3 separate regions of the Mus musculus genome follow, and regions 1 and 2 are each linked to region 3. Evidence: chromatin contacts called from public HiChIP or PLAC-seq data. All regions are on one chromosome and are shown on one strand. Each heading gives the region's core, a stretch centred on a gene start, on an enhancer-like site or on the middle of the called end of the contact. The rest is flanking DNA. Distances are from core to core; before and after follow the strand shown.

What was found. HiChIP or PLAC-seq counts read pairs in DNA pulled down with a chosen protein or histone mark.
Region 1: an H3K27ac HiChIP or PLAC-seq map of microglia shows a contact between it and region 3, with 4 times the contacts expected there. The contact joins the enhancer-like site here to the promoter of Fgf15 in region 3. A contact is called at or near these places in 1 of 39 promoter capture datasets (pre-B cells), 5 of 115 datasets of contacts at active chromatin or transcription factors (embryonic stem cells, microglia, pancreatic cancer cells and 1 more) and 2 of 9 other capture datasets (liver and pancreatic islet).
Region 2: a contact with region 3 is called in an H3K4me3 HiChIP or PLAC-seq map of embryonic stem cells, with 42 read pairs. The contact joins the promoter of Ano1 here to the promoter of Fgf15 in region 3. A contact is called at or near these places in 4 of 39 promoter capture datasets (the 3T3-L1 cell line, embryonic stem cells, hippocampal neurons and 1 more), 6 of 115 datasets of contacts at active chromatin or transcription factors (embryonic stem cells, pancreatic cancer cells, stem cell-derived neural progenitor cells and 1 more) and 2 of 9 other capture datasets (adipose tissue and pancreatic islet).

The regions. Positions count from the first base shown.
Region 1 is chr7:145,109,447-145,112,324 of GRCm38.p6, forward strand. No RefSeq gene overlaps it. Among named protein-coding and RNA genes, the nearest start is that of Gm46023, 42 kb to the left of the region's middle. Within about 2 kb of position 1,420, at least 288 of the 459 cell types and tissues checked have an H3K27ac peak or open chromatin away from gene starts, as enhancers often do. A contact at or near this core is called in liver, microglia, pancreatic cancer cells and 2 more, where this site is marked.
Region 2 is chr7:144,737,266-144,740,403 of GRCm38.p6, forward strand. Ano1 (anoctamin 1, calcium activated chloride channel) reads right to left here and starts at 1,308. Exons shown (of 26, transcript NM_178642.6): 1 at 1,098-1,308.
Region 3 is chr7:144,894,898-144,897,814 of GRCm38.p6, forward strand. It overlaps Fgf15 (fibroblast growth factor 15), which reads left to right and starts at 1,635. Exons shown (of 3, transcript NM_008003.2): 1 at 1,635-2,034; 2 at 2,219-2,322. The coding sequence starts at 1,782. It overlaps Gm26793 (a long non-coding RNA gene), which reads right to left. Exons shown (of 2, transcript XR_003946907.1): 1 at 2,179-2,917; 2 at 1-2,008. RefSeq lists a promoter at 1-1,720, enhancers at 221-267, 242-784, 242-593, 614-646 and a cis regulatory region at 1,487-1,501.

The DNA of each region.
Region 1 (2,878 bases), core at 170-2,669, 210 kb after region 3:
CACCCCAGAGCTTCTGATTCTAGCATCTGGGCCATTCATCAAAGGACAGGAAAACAGAAAAGCCATCTCAATCAGGAGAGGCCTAAGCTGGTGGTAAGGAAAGCCCCATGGAGGTATGAGCATGTGAGGGGAGTTGCCGGAGGTGGGGAGGGGGTGTGTGGTGTGATGTGAGGAGATGACGGCCAAGGAAGAAGGGGGCAGGGGAGGCCAGGTAGAAGGTACTGGCACATGTAAAGGCTCAAATGCATGTGAAAGCCAGGAGTACTGAAGCCCTGAGGCCATCTAGGAGATGGGACGAGGGACTGTTGGGAGCTAGTAGGGAGAGGTGGGCTAGAGCTGGACCGGTGCAGGAGGAGCCAGGGCTCAGATGAGCATAGGTGCCTGGCTTTGGCCTGTAGTAAGTAGATGGTGGTGCAGACTTCCCTTGTTTCAGGACTGGCTTCCAGGGGCTCCCTGGACTAGGAATCAGGCGTTCCTGTCTGCCAGGGGATCAGCAGAAAGATAGACCACCCTTCCAAGGCCCTGGGGTCTTGGGGCTCTGGGGCCATCCTGGATTGCCCCTATCAGGAGGGTTAGCCAAGGCTGGCAGGGCTCTGGGGTTTTCTTACAAATACTGCTAGAAGGAAATAGAGCAGGAGGATGGCCATTCCAACTCAGTCTCCCGGCTCTGTGTGGGAGCCACAGCAGCCCCAAGCCCAGCCCTGAGACAACATGTGAGGCAGAGGTGGAAGGAAGAGACTGAAATTGCCTCTGGCCTACTAGAAGCACAAGATTGGGTCCCTTTTGCCCCAGGATCCTTCCATCACTCCTGATTGTTTCAAGCTTCCAGCTACTAGGAACAGGGCTGGGGCCTACGGAACCTCAGCAGGACATGGGACCAGTATGTGTATATGGATGTGTGTGTATGGATGGGCATCTGTGCATTTTAGGGGGAGGTGTGTTTCTCTGTCTGTCTATCTCTGTCGGATGTACATGCATGCACATCAGTGTGTGAAGTCAGAGGTCACTGTCAGGTGTCTTTTCTTTTGTGTGACACCTTATTTTTCCAGACAGGATCTTTCACTGACTTGGCTGACAGACTGTTAGTCAGCATGCTCCAGGGACCCTTCTGCCTTCACCCCTCTACCCTTGGCCCCCAGCTCACTGAATGGCTAGACCAGTTGCCCAGCAAGCTCCAGGGTCTGCCTATCTCTATCCCTCAAGGCCTGCCACTACCCACTGCTGGGAGTCTGAACAAAAGCCCTCACCTTGCAAGGCCAGCACTTAGCCCACTGAGAGCCTTCTCCCCAGCCCCTGTGGCCTTGGGGATTTTTGTGAATGAAACTTAAGCTGAGCTTCCTGCCGCTGGCCACGCCCTGCTGCTCTGCCTTGACCACTGTATAACCTCAGGGGAAAGACGGCAGAGGGAACTTCAAAACGAAAGTGTGAGTCACAGACAAGGGGGAAAAAAGGAAAAGGACATTCTTTAGTTTCCAGAGCCAGGGCTCCAGCAGTGGCTTGCAAATATGACCTGTTCATTGCATTGCTCCTGTGATCCCCTCCAGCCCCATGTGCACAGGGAAGAGCTGCCTACTCCCCATCTCTGTCTGGGACACTTGGCAGGGTGGCTAGGCGTCCTTGCGGCCAAGCACCGATAGGTAAGCAGTTAGTAAATAACTGCAATAAACCAGGTAAGAGCTGTGGCCTGGCCAGTAGGATCCCCCCCACCCGCATTGTGGGAGGCAACAGAAGCAGGGTCTTGGGTTGCTGTTGGCTTGGGTTGCAGGGCCAGCCAGGCTTTTCAGGCAGAACGCAACGCTGAACCTCCTAGGAGGAGACAGGACTTCGAGTGGAGCAGAGGGCAGGCAGCAGAAGAGTTGCAGATGGCTAAAAGAAAGTTCAGCAAGCCCACAACAAGGACTTGGATCAGGCAGGACACACATTGGGGAGGCCCATCAAGCCCGAGCCTGCCTTGTGAGCCCCCGGATTGTCAGGGCAGAGAGGAAAACTGCTGCGTGCTTTATAGACTTTGGGGAAGTCACAGGCTCCACTTGCTTGGGGGAGGCAGGAAACCCCCTCCACCCAGGCGTCTGCCAGAGCACCCGCAGGCTTCCTCTTGTCTCTGTCCCCCTCCCCAGCACCTCTTCCCCTGAACAGCTTCCCTCTCCTGGCCCTGCTGTCCCTTTAAAGGAACTTGAATCAGAGTTGAGAATGATGGTGACTCAGGGTGGAAGGGGTGGTCACTTGCACTGGCCAGTGGCCAGGACTGCAGCGCGAAAGGAAGCCGAGCAACCGCAGCTGCCTGTGTGTGCGCCCCTGAGAGGGGCAGAAACCACAGAACCCCGTTTGAGACTCCACCACGTTGGAACTTGTGTGATGAAGTTACCCCTCACAATGGGGGCATTCAGGGTCCACCCGCGCCTGCAGGGCTGGGGCCTGTTCCTCAGGCCAGCTGATGGTGATGTCATCTTCCGTTAGGAGGTTCTCCCCCCCCCCAACTCTGTTGACTAGGGACTTAAAAAAATGCACCAGGAAACTCAAGTGCAAGCCAGGACGGAAGCCTTGGTTTTATTTATAGTTGATAACTTGTGTCCGGCTTGCTCCACGGGATGCAGAGCCTGAGGATAAAGAGCCCACAGGGGCAGATGACAGAAGGATTCGTGTCCTGGGCTACTGTGCTGTCTAATAACAAGTATGAAACTTCATTCTGAGCTTCCCAGCAGCCAAAGCAAAGAGGGGACAGGGTTTTATAGTGTGATATCATAGAAAACCAGGCTGTGAATAGCTAAGGCCCTAGATTCTATTTTCTCATGGTCAGGACAGCCATGCATCCCTGCATAGCATCCAGCAGTGTCAAAAGCATGTTATAGGCCTGGCTAGGTGATGATGATTCTTCAGA
Region 2 (3,138 bases), core at 58-2,557, 160 kb before region 3:
ACAACAGCTACACCCAGGTGGTGCCACCCTGTCTTCTATGAAGCCTCAGTTTTCCAGTCTGTGGAGTGGGAAAGGCCATGTCCCACTGCCTACAGTTGTCAGAGGATTAACACCCACAGTCCTGCTTCCAGTGCCCAGCACCCAGTGAGATGCTCACCCAGAACCAGCCCAGTGCTGGCATTTTTGGTTGGCTGCAAAAAGGACAGAAATATGAGCTGGAGGGGGAGGGAAAGGGGGATAGAGTGGTCTGGCCACCCAGCACCAGCCTTGGCAGAAGCCCTGGCTCTTACCCTGGTATTGGCGTGCCCCTCTACCTTAATTTGATGCTGAAAAAGCCAAATTGGGTCGTTTTGAAAAGAACATGGGATAAGTTGCTTCATGGGAGTCTAAGTGAAGACAGGGAGGGAGGCTGCAGAGAGAGCATCCTTCCCAGGGCTCAGCCCCAGCAAACTCCAACTGTGTGATCAAGTCCACGTCTTCCTGCCACCCCACTCCGGGTTTATTTAATAACCTCTGAACTGGGAGGATAACATGCAGGAAACGTTTCCTGGGTCATTTATTTGAAAATTATTCATATAAAAACACCCAAGGTGATGACTTAGTAGCCAGGACTCCCCCTCCCCTCCTGGCTTCCCGACCTCATCTGTCTCCCTGCTCTGCCAGCAGTTTCCGTTATGACTTCGAGTCATCGAGTTACTTTACTTCCCAAATAAATCTCCACAACAGTGCGGAAATATTAAGAGTATTAATAGTGCCTGTAAAAACATCCGAAGACTCACATCTGCCAGGAGCAGTTAGATGTAGCAAGCTGGGGATGCCTCCGGGGAAGTCCGAAACCAGGTGGCCTAAGTCCCTCCAGGGGACAGGCGAGGTCCCTCTTCGGGGGTCTAACAGGGTCTCTCCAGGATGCTACAGACTCCCTCTAGGGATGCCAGGTTCCCTCGAGAGGGGGGGCACTACTAGCTCCCACCCCACCCCCGCGCAGCAACTGACCGTGTCTCTCTGTCTGTCTGTCTGTCCCTCCGTCCATGTCCCCTGCAACCTCCACCCAAGTCCCTGCGCTCTCCTGCAGAGCGGCTCAGGGAAGATCCTACCACCTGAGTTGGGGGTTCCTGCGTCCTGTGCCTCGTGCGCGATTGTTTCCGGTCCCCGCTGGCACTCTCGGTCCGCAGAGGTTCCCTCTGGGGTCAAGCCCTCCAGGCCGATGTCGCTGTCCTGCGCGTCCTGCATGATGTGTTCGCTCCGGACGCCCTGGGTCCAGCAGAGGGACCGGCAGAGGCGGGAGGAAGGTTGAGCCCAGCTGCCTGCACCGCGCTGCTCCGCCCCCGGCGCTCTAGTCCTGGGGTCCCCCAGTTCTCCGCCCCGGGGGTCACGGGGTCACCTGCAGCCGCGCCCTCGCCCCGCCCTGTTCCCGCCCCCCACTGCATGGGAGGTGCCCCCAACTCTAGCTTGGCCCCAGGGAGCAGCCTTGGACAGGGGAGGCTCACAGGGTGGGCCAGCCCCGCCTCTAACCCGCAGGACCCTGGGCGACCACTCTGCCAGTTTGTGGGAAGAGATGAAAAGGCTAACTAACGCCAGTGAGGTGGTGGTGGGGGGGGGGGGCAGCGGTGTTTTATTTTATTTTTAGTCAGGGTCTCATTTTGCTGCCTTAGTTGCCCTAGAATTCACAGAGACCCACCTGCCTCTGTCTCCCCAGAGCTGGGATTAAAGTGGGGTGTTCATCACACTCACTATTTGATTTTTATTTTACATAAATGGGGAGGGGGGAAGGATTTTGAGAGAGGGTCATGCTATGTTGCTGTGGCTGTCCTCAAACTGACCACAATCCTGCCTTCATCGCTCAAATACTGAGATTATAGATGTGACCCATCACCCTCTGGACAAAATCCAGGGAGTTTTAGGGTACCTTTTAGGGTAAGCCCCACCTGTGCAGAACTTAAGACTCTGGATAGTTGAGAATAGCCCAGGGTGGAAGGGAACGTGGGGATTCTCATTAACTGCAGCAAAGAGGATTTAGCCAAGAGCTTTGAGCCTCTGGCTGCTAGCTTGTCCTGGGCCCCTGCTGCTGGGCAGGCTCTGTCTGGGCAGGGATACAGAGACCCTGCTCTCTGGGAGGCTCTGTGGGATGGGCACTCTGAGTACCCCACTGCTCAGAGGAGGTGCCTTTTGTGTGACATTTCTAAATAACTATCATAAATTGTGGGACAGAAGGACCATAAACAAAACGTTAATCTGCTGGTTTGGGGGAGGGGAGTAGGCAGATGGGAGTCCAGTCTCAACTTTTGGGGTGGGGAGAGTCATTTGTTGACAACAGAGAGTGCTAAGGACCCCGGGTCACCTGCCAAGTCAACTCTCCACTAATGCTTTGGTTGGACCTTGATGGAGACAGGTCCCAGACACTGTGTGGCACCCACTGCACTCTCACAGGGAAGGGGCTCCCAGCTAGGGGCATGAGCCATGGCTCCTCCCCCTGCCGAACCTCAGGGGTGGGTGGGAGGGAAGGGGGCACTTGATCCCCCTGTACACTGCTCTGAATGGAAAAGACTCTAGTGGGTGAACCACAGAGAACCATCCCCAGCCAAGTGAGCCCTGTTGTTTCTACCTTGCCTCCTTGAGTCTGGCTTGAGACATTTAGTGCCAGGTTGGGACTTTTCCTCTCCCTGGAAGTCTTAAGAAGCCCCCCCAGAGTGTGCCCTGTACCTGGTGTCTGCCAAGGAGACCACGTGGAGCAAGGGGCTGCCCTGGTTCCCTCCCACAGTCAGTCATGATCCATCTGACCAGTGTGTGGGAGTCAAGATAAAACTGGTTTTTCTTGGAAGGGTCTGATCACTAACGTGGTGCACAGCAATAGCTCCGTTGTATAAATACACAGAAAATTCTAGAATTCTTATCCTTGAAATGATGAACTATAAACCAAAAAGACTCAGGGGGACAAAAATGTAAACACTTGCTGGGACTATTTTTACTCCCTCATTGTTTACCTTTGGGGGCCGGGGCTGGCTATTGTCTACTGAGCCAGGTTTTAAAATACACATTTTTTTAAACATATTATTATCAGAAGTATGCTAAGGAGTCTTTAATAGAGGTTGATTCATTCAGACTGAAGCCAGGTTTTCTTTTTCTCCTTGTCATTATCTT
Region 3 (2,917 bases), core at 385-2,884:
CAAACAAGGCTCCATCTTCACCTCTTACGATGTGCATCCTTGGGGGCGCTCTGTCACTTTCCAGAGTCCCATTTTCTACCTTGTTCAGAGGTGGAAGTAAAACCCGCCCTGGAGAAGAATGTTCTTATGGCGGCCCCCAGTGACCCAACAGACTTTCCTCTGATCACTCCATTACCAACATCTCTAACTCTTCTGGGAGTCCCTGAGAAGGGCGCAGAGTGGGGATGGGGTGCTGCCACCCGCATGCCACCCTCCAGCCCAATTTGGGGGGACTCTTCAGTAAAGCCTCTGCCAACCTCCCTGGTACCCCACATTTATCACGGACATTAAAACAAAAGCGTCAGGAGAAGGCAATTAAGATTAATAGCCCGCGCTGTCGATTGAGAATCACAAGGGAGAAGTAATTAGATTTTACAGGAGACATCGCTCTCTAAAACAAGCCTCACAGCATGGGAGTCCCCGGTCCTGAGAGCCTTCGGTGATGTCTTTTTGTAAAGGCTTTCCTGATGACATTCTCCCAGAGCTCCGTCATTAATGCCAGTCACTGATGGCGTCTGAAAGTGGCGTGTTCCTCATTGAGATTCATCAGATCTGCCATTTCTCTGCTGTCCCGCCCCTGCAGACAGACCTCCCATCACCACGGAGCTAGGCCAGTACCTTTTTACCCAAACCAGCCTCCTGGGGCCCCACATACAGGAGTTGGGGGGTTGGAGGCATAATGAGAAAGGATAAGCGCTGAGCCAAAGCCCCCTGCGAGGACCCTTTCTTTCAGGCAGGGGAATTCTCTGCAGGCTGCCTCCTTTTCTTTGCAAGAGCGGCTCTAGGAGAAGCCCCCATTCTCCTCCCACCTGACCGGCCGCCAGCAGCGTCCACCGTTGCTCCTAGCTGGCCCCCTCCTCTCCGGTACGCAGCTGTCCCCCGCGCACAGACTCAAGGGCCTGATCATCGACCCAAGAGGGGATCCCGCGGCCTGCCGTGCTTCTGCACGCTGGTCAGTCCACCCTTCTCAAAAGTCGCAGCCCCAGTGACATTCCACTTGTGGAGTCCACGCGCGAGGCAGGCAGAGGACGTGCAGACAGCGACTGGCAGCACATTGGAGACCGAAACTAGGGCTGAAGCGCCACCTAGTGCGTGCGACACGTTCTCACGAGGTCTCCACCTTGTAGGGCAAATATCCATGAAAAGGGAGCCTAGGTCTGGGGCCGGGAGAATGAGGGAGGGTAGGATCTGCGATAGCGTGCTAAAGGAGAGATTCAAGACTCAAACAGGGGGCTACGGAGGCAGAGCTCTGCGTGCCTTCTAGTCTCTGTGACTGTCCCACGCGCATCCCTCTGAAAGCCCAGGGCCTGAAGACCTCAATAATTAATAGTAAAATTAAAATAGCCTATTCAATAACCACCAAGATACTGTGCATTGAACACTTGCTCCCCAGGCCAGGGTCGCAAAGGGGGGGCTCCTCCTCTGCCAGATCTGGCCGGCCTGGGCGGGGTCACTGGGTTGGGGCTTGAATGGGTGTGTGCGGGGGGCGGAGACTTGATGCAATTAGGAGGAGAAATGCTCTGATGCCCGGGTCACCTACCCGCGGGGCCCGCGGGACGAAACGTATATAAGGCCGCGTGCCCGGAGCCACCCCACTGTCGGAGCAGTAACTCTGTGCGCCCCACGCCACAAGCGCCCAGTTGCTTTGTGGGTTGTGCCTGCCCTGCGCCTGCAACTTGAGTCCCCGCCGCATCGCAGTCTCCGCGCCACCTTTGTAACGGCCTTCAGGACCCCGAGGTGTCATGGCGAGAAAGTGGAACGGGCGTGCGGTGGCCCGAGCCCTGGTCCTGGCCACTCTGTGGCTGGCTGTGTCTGGGCGTCCCCTGGCTCAGCAATCCCAGTCTGTGTCAGATGAAGATCCACTCTTTCTCTACGGCTGGGGCAAGATTACCCGCCTGCAGTACCTGTACTCCGCTGGTCCCTATGTCTCCAACTGCTTCCTCCGAATCCGGAGCGACGGCTCTGTGGACTGCGAGGAGGACCAAAACGAACGAAGTGAGTATCATTCAGCCCGTCCCCTCCGGTCCCTTAGGACCCAGAAGCACGTGGGTGTGTCGCCGTGGCCTTAACATCCTCCCACCCCTGACTTCCAGACTGGAGCTGGGGAAGGGCGATGCAGTGTGGCCCCGCTGTACTCACGTGTTGCTGGGGCCCGGCAACATCTTTCTCTTGCTCGCAGATTTGTTGGAATTCCGCGCGGTCGCTCTGAAGACGATTGCCATCAAGGACGTCAGCAGCGTGCGGTACCTCTGCATGAGCGCGGACGGCAAGATATACGGGCTGGTGAGTGTTCCTCCACGCGGCGGGATGCTCGCGGCCGCGTTGGGTCCGTATTGTTTTTGTTTGTTTGTTTGTTCTTTCGCCTCCTGCTCAGGTCCAAAAGGAACTTCGAGGGCAAGGTACCAATGATAGTGGGGCTAATATTGCTCTTGCCCGCCCTGCGTAAAGTGATGGCCCCAGGCTGTAGCGGGGGAGCAGGGAGACCAGAGAAGCTGTCTAATCTTCCCAAAGACTGGGCTAACTGCTGAGTCCCATTCAGCTTTCGGCCCCTTTGATACTGAACAGGAAAGCCTCCTCTCCTGGCTTTGCGTGTTCGTGGTCCTCGATTTCCTCCCCCTCCCTCAAATAAAAAAGAAAAGAAAAAGGAAAGAAGGGTCTTTTCAATCAATTTTTCTTAGGTCCATGGTGTGATGCAAAAATTAGATACTTTAGAAAGTACCCAAGATGCTCATCTGCTTGTGACCTGGGGGAACTGGAGTGAGGCGAGATGGCTAGGTTCACATAACCCCTAAAAATCGGTAGTCATGAAGTATGTAGGCTAGTGCTCTGTAGGAATAGAGGCTGGGTTCAAAGAAGCCTTCAGCCCTACCTCTGGCAG